Regions from separate parts of the Sus scrofa genome. Here region 2 is linked to region 1. Evidence: chromatin contacts called from public Hi-C data. All regions are on one chromosome and are shown on one strand. The core of a region is the stretch at or near the end of the contact, and the rest is flanking DNA. Distances in the headings are between cores, read along the strand shown. Region 1 has its middle 270 kb from the start of IRS2. Region 2 holds the start of IRS2 (insulin receptor substrate 2).

The links. Hi-C and Micro-C count contacts between places; a contact is called where the count stands out from the background.
Region 2: a contact with region 1 is called in a Hi-C map of liver, with 4 times the contacts expected there. The contact joins the promoter of IRS2 here to the enhancer-like site in region 1. A contact is called at or near these places in 1 of 5 promoter capture datasets (liver), 7 of 47 Hi-C or Micro-C datasets (liver, retroperitoneal adipose tissue and skeletal muscle) and 2 of 2 datasets of contacts at active chromatin or transcription factors (alveolar macrophages and skeletal muscle).

The regions. Positions count from the first base shown.
Region 1 is chr11:76,380,539-76,385,134 of Sscrofa11.1, reverse strand. No RefSeq gene overlaps it. Among named protein-coding and RNA genes, the nearest start is that of IRS2, 270 kb to the left of the region's middle. Within about 2 kb of position 1,759, at least 9 of the 83 cell types and tissues checked have an H3K27ac peak or open chromatin away from gene starts, as enhancers often do. A contact at or near this core is called in liver, where this site is marked.
Region 2 is chr11:76,652,978-76,657,333 of Sscrofa11.1, reverse strand. IRS2 (insulin receptor substrate 2) reads left to right here and starts at 2,695. Exons shown (of 3, transcript XM_021065907.1): 1 at 2,695-4,356. The coding sequence starts at 2,721. It overlaps LOC110255859 (a long non-coding RNA gene), which reads right to left and starts at 1,923. Exons shown (of 2, transcript XR_002336770.1): 1 at 1-1,923.

The sequences.
Region 1 (4,596 bases), core at 510-3,009:
TACAAAAATGAAGAAAAAAAAAAGAAAGAAAGAAATCAAGAAATCAACACCCACTTGTGGCCACTCTCAGCTTAAGAATTTCTTATTCCTGACAAACAGTGCATCTGATCTCAACTTTTTTCAGCAGATTCTCAGTTTTGTTGGGTGTTATTCTTCAAATAGCTAAACCTCTTTGTGTCTCTTTTACTTTGTGTCTAAATCTGGCAGCTGTAGGTTGTTATAATAAGTATTTTTTAACTTAATATTAGTGGTCTGTGATGCCTAGTTGCATGTTTTGGAATTAAATCAATGTTTAGAAACAGTAACCAATAATATTGAACCAGTGTGTGTCTCTTAAAATCTTAAGATTCAGTGAAACAGTCAGTAATGCATACAGAATGTCTTAATCTGACAATTCAACATTTCTTTTCCTTTGAGGCTGATCTATTCTACACTTAATTACCAATAATTTCCCACCAGGTATGATATGATAAGAAGTAAATGTCAATAATTTGTAATCGTGTAAGACAGTTTAATTTTTCCTTTAGAGAGATTTATTTCTAACTGTTTCTCTGGTGTGTAGCAGTTGAAATATTAGATAATGGATTTTTATTGATTTTAAGCTGAACAGGGACGAGGTACGAAATACATTTCCATAACTCTGACGGTCATGAGACTCAGAGTGTATTGATTGCATTGATGTAACACATTTGTTCGTTTAGAACATTAACCTCATGAGAAGAGAAAATGCACTCCAGCAGGTAGATGTGGCCTGTTGCACTGGAAGGGGTGGGGGGAGGGAGGGGGGGAAGGGGGGAGGGAAGGAGGGAGGGGGACGGGAGAGGAAGAGGGGGAGGGGGCGGGGAGAGAGGAAGAGGGATCTTTTAACCCACTACAGCAGGTGGTCCGGGAACAAACCTGCGTCTCTGCAGAGCCCTGATCTGCAGCCGTCAGATTCTGAACTTCTGAACCCACTGCACCACAGCAGGAACGCCCACGGTTTGTGTTCTGACCCAGCCTTCACTCTTCCAGTGTTTTTCCTTCCATTCATACATTACCGTCTGTGTTTGTGTATAAAATATAACACCCGATATGCAGCTTAGCCATTTGTCGGGCTGCCGTTTTCATTTAACGAGTGTCCAGATCACTCTCTGCTGCCACGAAATGCTCTTCAGGACATTTCTGCCGAAGCCTCTCTTCGCCAGACGTGGCCGACTGCTGCTTTTAGCCATGGCTTTGACCTAAGCACTTTCATCTGAGGCTTGCTTAAACTACACATCTGCTGGAGCCTGGAGCTAAAACTGGGTCATTAAAAACAGAGCGCTTTAGACCTAGCAGAATCTTCCCAACTGTCTCTAGCAGAGGGTGGCCCTGAAGCCAGTGTCACCTTTGTTGATTTGCCTGAGGTCATCCCCAGCCAGAAGCAGCACTGGTCACACGCAGGGCCCCCCCCACGCCCACGTCCGGTCCCTTGCGGGACAAGACTGTGCAACAGGAGGACCCCAGGGTCAGGGACACTGGGGCTGGGCGCCCGCTCTGAAGCTCCTGCCGCTGTGACTCTAGCCAAGGGACCTGGCAGCCAGGGCCCCGTTTCCTAATTTCCGCTTGTAGCACAGCGTGTGTATTTACACGGAGTAGTGCAGGCACGTAATAAATTACAGAGACATTTAAGGAAGAGATGGTCAAGTCTTATTTTATTTTATTTTATAAGCCCTGCAGTCCGCTCCTCGGCCTGGCAGTGAGGGCTCCTGGCCCTGTGCTCAGCCTCCTCTCCCCATGGACTGTAACGTCACGGTCTGTGTGCCAGCCCCTCGGGGTGATTTGCAGCTTCCTGAGCATGAAGTGACTTGTACATGTTTCCTTAAGCAGAAGCCACTTGTGCCTCATTTCCATCCCTGCCACCAACGTCACTGCTTACCTTCTCGGTTACACTCACCGCGTTTTCATCCAGATTTGTTCTCACGATGGGAACTCTGATGACCCCGCCTCTGCTCTCCAGGGGCCTCCCATGGCTTCCCACCGCCCCTGGACTGGCTTAACCTGGTAACCTGGTCAGAGGAAACCTCACACTGTGCTCAAGTGGACTGTGCCCCCCGCTGCTTCCCCTAAGACAGTCAACTCCCCAAGGGGAAGGTCTATTTGTCTCCTCCTTATACCCCCAAGGTGTGACCCAGAGTCTGGCAAATCGGTACTGCCCACAAAATCATTACTCATGGAGTGACTCTGTGTTGTCGCCTAATCTCTGTGAGAAATAACTTCATAAGGTCCAGGAGCCTGAGCGTCAGAACTGCCAAATTTCTTCTCCCCTGGGGACCAAATCACATCAGGAATAGGCTGGAAGATCCAGAAGGAGAAAAGAATCTAGTAGTTACTGCCTGAGGCTCCTTATGCATCCATCCAACTACGGAGAGAAAGTAATTTTATTTCTTTTTCTGATATTTCCTTGTTAAAGTGTAGAAATGCACCTGATTTCCGCATGTTCACTATATCCTGCACCTTCACTGAATTCATTGAGTAGTTTCAACAGTTTTTTGGTTGGGTCTTTAGGATTTTCTATATAGAAAATCCTATCATCTGCTGATAACAATTTTATCTCATTTTCCCCCACTTTGTATGCCTTTTATTTCTTAAAAAAAAAAAAAAAAATTTTTTGTCTTTTTACGGCTGCACGCATGGCATATGGAGGTTCCCAGGCTAGGGGTTGAATTGGAGTTGCAGCTGTCGGCCTACACCAGAGCCATAGCAATGTGGGATCCCAGGTTTATCTGTGACGTACACCACACCTCACAGCAACGCCAGATCCTTAACCCACTGAGTGAGGCCGGGGATTGAACCTGTGTCCTCATGGATGACAGTCAGATTTGTTTCTGCCAAGCCATGATGGGAACTCGGCCTTTCATTTCTTTGTCTTGCCTAATTTCTCTGGCCAGGCCTTCTGTTACTATGTTGGATACAAGCAGTGAGAGTGGGCGAGGTCTTATCACTAATCTTTGAGGGGAAGATTTCAATCTCATATTTCATGATACTAGCTGTGGGCTTGCCACATACAGCCTTTACTATGTGAGGTACGTTTCTTCTACAGCCAATTTGATGGGGGTTTTTATTATGAAAGGATGTTACTGTTTTGTCCAATGCTTTTTCTGCATCCATTTATGTGATCTTATGATTTTTACCTTTTATTCTGTTAATGAGGTCTATCACACTTATTGATTTTCATAGGTCGAGCCATCCTTGCATGACAGGGATAAAACCCATGTGGTCATGGTGTATATATCCCTTTGAATGTGCTGTTGGATTTGCTTAGCTAATATTTTGCTGAGAATTTTTGCATCTATGTTCATCAGCGATAGCAGTCGATAGTTTTCTTGTGGTGTTCTTATCCATCTTTGGTATTGGGGTCATGCTGGCCTTGTGAAATGAGTTTAAAAGAGTTCCTATCTCATCAGTTTTTTGTATGAGTTTGAGACATATAGGCATTAAATCTTTAAATGAGATAGGTTTGCCCATGGGAAAAGAATGCTTTGAAGTATGTGAATGAAGCTCTACTCCCTAAACAATGGATAATCAAAGCCTTCTTTTGTGTCAGTTACTATAATTTTGTCTGTGTTTACAGCACTATCCTTCCCTACCGTCCTCCTCACACCGTTCTGAAGTTAGCTTTTGTAGGCATGAGAACGGATCTGTTTCTTTAAACTGATTTTCTATCTCTGCTTGGCTATATGCTTATTTTATGGATAGACTCTCTAAAAGAAATCCTAATTTTCTAATGTCCAAGTTATTATCGAGATGCAACTTCCTGGGAAGCACCAATTGTAGACCTCAGCTTGTCAATGATTTTTTACGATACATATTATATAATATGGTTGCAGTATATGACAGAGTTCCCAGCAAAAGAACTTGCGATCTTATTAGGGTCTGAATACATGAATTTTTTAAAATTAACAGTAATTTATCATAAGTCATCTTGAAACAGAGTTATTTAGAAGGGTGTTTTTCACAGTGCTATTGTCATAAAAGCGTAGAAATGACCAGTACTTGAAGTTTTAAATTATGATGGCTTCTTTGGCTGCTACAGAAATCATACCTTCAAAGCTACTTAATGCTGTTTCTAAGGATAATCAATTTAGAGAAAGAAAAGAGCACAAATTCAAAATACAACGCCGTCATCTGCTATCACCATAGGAGAAAATACAGGATTGGAGAAAGAGGGTAAAAGCCAGCCAAGTTGTGCCTTCCGTGTTTTACTCACAGGTCTTTTCTGACCTCATCCCGCGACCCTCTCAGGGTTCATTCTGTGTCTTTAATACTAGTGAGCTTTTTCTCCCCGGCCTGTTACATCTAATGCTGGGTTGTCTGGCAATGCTGAGGATTAGGAATCCGTTCAGGGATGGGGCAGCCTGGTGGGTGGGGAGCAGATGGAGACCCTCATTTTCCACAGGCGTTTGACTTTGGATGAGGTATTTGGTTTTCTCCGTCATGGTTTGGGATTGATCTGTTCTCAGTCTGTAAAGATCTTAGGCTCACGCATTGCTCTTTTGTGAATCTTTTGTAGGAGAAGTACTTTCTAGGCCACTCCCAGAAGAACTAAGCAGTAACGGATTTTAGTTTTGCTAAGTA
Region 2 (4,356 bases), core at 1,446-3,945, 270 kb before region 1:
AGAGAAATACTTTCTCAGAAGAAATTACTCTGGCATGATGCTGAAGAGAAGTCGCCCCTACCAGCGCCCTCTGCTAGTTAGAGTTTCTGACTGTGTAGGCAGGCCCACCTACTGCAAATCGTCACAAAGTGGATGAGACCAGGCCACATTTTCTTCAAGTGCCCAGATAAGAATCCCCCATCTCTCCTCTCTGATTGGACAGATCGCTAGGCAACAGCTGTTCCCATCCAAAGGGCAACAAGATCTAAAAAGAATACAAAACCAAAGTGCAATGATCATAAGGGTGGTGCCCTCAACGCACACACAATCATACACACCCACACACAGAAACACACACAGAGATATACACACACACTTAAAGCAGCACTCCTAAAAGTATTTTTTAAAGCGTGGTTAAAAATGAAGGATCAAGTTTAAATATACCTCTCTATAGTTCTATGATGGTATTTGTCATTGATTATTCCTGCTTATATTACTCATCAATAATCATAACTTGTATACCTAACAAACAAAAATGCTATGATCTTTCTGTAAGTAGGGATCTCCTGACCCATAGAATTAACTGGTAGAATTTTTAAGTCCCATTTTTACAACCATGTTAAATATATAGATCATCCTTTCAAAAAATTACAATCTTAAATCATTTTTTTTAATGTAGGGCTTCATCCCATTTAACATAAAGACTTTTATAAAGTATAGAGGACATTTAAAGGCAAACTTCCAGGACTTATAAAAATTAACCAACACTGTTGTTTCAAACTATTTCATGAAGGCACATAATTAAAAAAAAAAAAAAAAAGTAAGGGCTTTTGTGTTTAGCCTTCTTAGTTTCTGCAGGATCTGGAGCCTGCCTGGATCCGAACCCAAGAACTCCCCCTCTCACCAGTAGCCCTCACTGTTATTTGGGAGATGCGATTGTACCGGGTGAGTCCTCATTTGTAATCGACTTTGAAAGTCACAAAAGCCACGTAGATGTAAACACTCGAAGCACTTCTTCAAGGGCGTATTCCACGCGGCGCAGACTGCGGGCTAAGCGCGCGCAGGTCTGCAGCCGCCCGCTCCTGCGCCTCCCCCACGCGGTGCCGAGGGTCGGGCGGGAGGAGGGCACCCGCGGCGGGGACCCGGCTCCCGGGGCTGTGTGCTCGCTGGAGCCCGCCCTCTTCCCGGCACTATGGAAACTGCAGTTCTCCACGCCCGCTCGTCCTCCTTCTCTTTCTCCTATTACATCCCCAACAGCCGATTTCAACTTCCCGAGAACCTGACAAGTGAATGGCGCTGATGACGCCCCGGAAAGAGCCCACGACCGGGTGCGGGGGAAGGGCGCCCCTGAGCGGGTGGGATCCCGCCAGCGGCCGCCGCCAGCGCGGCCTGGGGTAGAGGGCGCCGCATCCGCGCCCCCTCCCGCACCCCGACTCTCCTTCCAGGAAGGGGCACCGAAGCTGCTGCCGATCCAGAGCTCACCGGTGACGGACTAATGTGATGCTCGTAAACAAGCCGGGGCCGGGCACCCGGGAACCACCCAGGCGCAAACCCGCCAAGGCGCGCCCCCACCCCGAGCCTGGGCGCGGGATCTGCTGGCCGAAGTGTGTGTTGGGGGAAGGTGGTTCCGAGAGGGCAGCCAAGTTCACTGCCCCTTCTTGGCCCCCAGCAAATGGGGCGGCGGCGGGGCGATGCGGGGCCCGAGTGGGGTGCTACCTCCGCCTCCCCTGCACCAAGCCCAGGTCCGCGGTCTCGGCCCCTGATCTCCGCAGGCGCCCACCCCCTACAGTGTTCCCTCCCCCGGTCCCCTCCCCGGCGGAAGCTTCGAGCCCAATTAATTGAGTCAAAGGCGGGAGGGCAGGGCCCTCCGCGCGGCGGCCGGCCCCCGCCCCTCCCGCGCGCCCCTTTTCCCGCCCTGGGTGGCATCTCCTCCGCCGGCATCCCCAACGAGCCTCTGATTAATGAGGCTCGGGCCGGCCCCCACCCCGCCCCGGGCCCCGGCCTCCGCGGGAGGGGGAGGGGACGGCGGGAAACGCGGCCCCGGGAGAAAGGGGGGCGGGGCGGGGGCGCGCGGCCCGCCCCCCCCGCGCCCGGCGCCCATTGGCCGCACGCGCCGTCCGTCCGGGGGCGCGGCGCCAATGCGGGCGGCGGGGCGGGGCGGCCGCGCAGTGTGTGCCTGCGTAACGCCGAGTCACATGTTGTTTTGCTCTTCTTAGTTCAGTCACTCGGTGCGCGATGTGTTACTCACTGTGCGGCGGGGACCGCGACGAGCCCGGGTCGCCGTTGGCAGCAGCAGCAGCACCAACCCCGGCGGCGGCGCGGACCCCGAGTACCCGGGCACACCCCGGCACCGCGGAGCGCGGCGCAGCGGCGGGACCGGTGCGGCCGCGCGCGCCTTAAGGCTCGGCCCCACGGCTCGGGGACCCCGACTCTCGGCCCAGCCAGCGAGTCCCCAGGCGCCGCCCGAGAGCCCAGGAGGAAGCGGCCGCGGGCAGCCGGGCCAGGGGGCGGCCACCGCCCGCGTTGGTCATCCTCTGGGGCCCCGGAGCGCGGAGGGCGCTGCGCCACCGCGCGGTGCCGGCCCCCGCGGGCCTCCCCGAACCTTCTCCACCTCCTGGGCCCGAGGGACGCGGGCTCGGGCGGGCGAGCAGGGGGGGGAGGGAGCCGCTCCCGCCCGCGCCCCCTCCGCTCCCTCCAGCCCCTCCAAGCCCGGCCGGGCGGCGGGGCCTGAATCGCCGGCGATGGCGAGCCCGCCGCTGCACGGGCCCCCCGGGCCGGCGGGCGGCGACGGCCCCAACCTCAACAACAACAACAACAACAACAACCACAGCGTGCGCAAGTGCGGCTACCTGCGCAAGCAGAAGCACGGCCACAAGCGCTTCTTCGTGCTGCGCGGGCCCGGCGCGGGCGGCGACGAGGCGACGGCGACAGCGGGTGGGGGGTCGGCGCCGCAGCCGCCGCGGCTCGAGTACTACGAGAGCGAGAAGAAGTGGCGGAGCAAGGCGGGCGCCCCGAAGCGGGTCATCGCGCTCGACTGCTGCCTGAACATCAACAAGCGCGCTGACGCCAAGCACAAGTACCTGATCGCCCTCTACACCAAGGACGAGTACTTTGCCGTAGCGGCCGAGAACGAGCAGGAGCAGGAGGGCTGGTACCGCGCGCTCACCGACCTGGTCAGCGAGGGCCGCGCGAGCGCCGGCGACGCGCCCCCCGCCGCCGCCACCGCCGCGTCCTGCAGCGCCTCCCTGCCCGGCGCCCTGGGCGGCTCGGCCGGCGCCGCGGCGGCCGATGACAGCTACGGGCTGGTGGCGCCCGCCACGGCCGCCTACCGCGAGGTGTGGCAGGTGAACCTGAAGCCCAAGGGCCTGGGCCAGAGCAAGAACCTGACGGGCGTGTACCGCCTGTGCCTGTCGGCGCGCACCATCGGCTTCGTGAAGCTCAACTGCGAGCAGCCGTCGGTGACCCTGCAGCTCATGAACATCCGCCGCTGCGGCCACTCGGACAGCTTCTTCTTCATCGAGGTGGGCCGCTCGGCCGTCACGGGCCCGGGAGAGCTGTGGATGCAGGCGGACGACTCGGTGGTGGCCCAGAACATCCACGAGACCATCCTGGAGGCCATGAAGGCGCTCAAGGAGCTCTTCGAGTTCCGGCCGCGCAGCAAGAGCCAGTCGTCCGGCTCGTCAGCCACGCACCCCATCAGCGTCCCCGGCGCGCGCCGCCACCACCACCTGGTCAACCTGCCCCCCAGCCAGACTGGCCTGGTGCGCCGCTCGCGCACGGACAGCCTGGCCGCCACCCCGCCGGCGGCCAAGTGCAGCTCGTGCCGGGTTCGCACGGCCAGCGAGGGCGACGGCGGCGCGGCTGCGGGGGCCGGGGCGGCAGGCGGGAGGCCGGTGTCGGTGTCGGGGAGCCCCCTGAGCCCAGGGCCTGTGCGCGCGCCCCTGAGCCGCTCGCACACCCTGAGCGGCGGCTGCGGCGGCCGCGCCAGCAAAGTGACGCTGGCGCCGGCAGGGGGCGCTCTGCAACACAGCCGCTCCATGTCCATGCCCGTGGCGCACTCGCCCCCGGCCGCCACCAGCCCGGGCAGCCTGTCGTCCAGCAGCGGGCATGGCTCGGGCTCCTACCCGCCACCTCCCGGCCCACACCCGCACCTGCAGCATCCCCTGCACCCTCAGCGACCCTCCAGCGGCAGCGCCTCGGCTTCGGGCTCCCCCAGCGACCCTGGCTTTATGTCCCTGGATGAGTATGGCTCTAGCCCTGGGGACCTGAGAGCCTTCTGCAGCCACAGGAGCAACACGCCCGAATCCATCGCCGAGACTCCCCCGGCCAGGGACGTCAGCGGGGGCGAGCTGTACGGGTACATGACCATGGACCGGC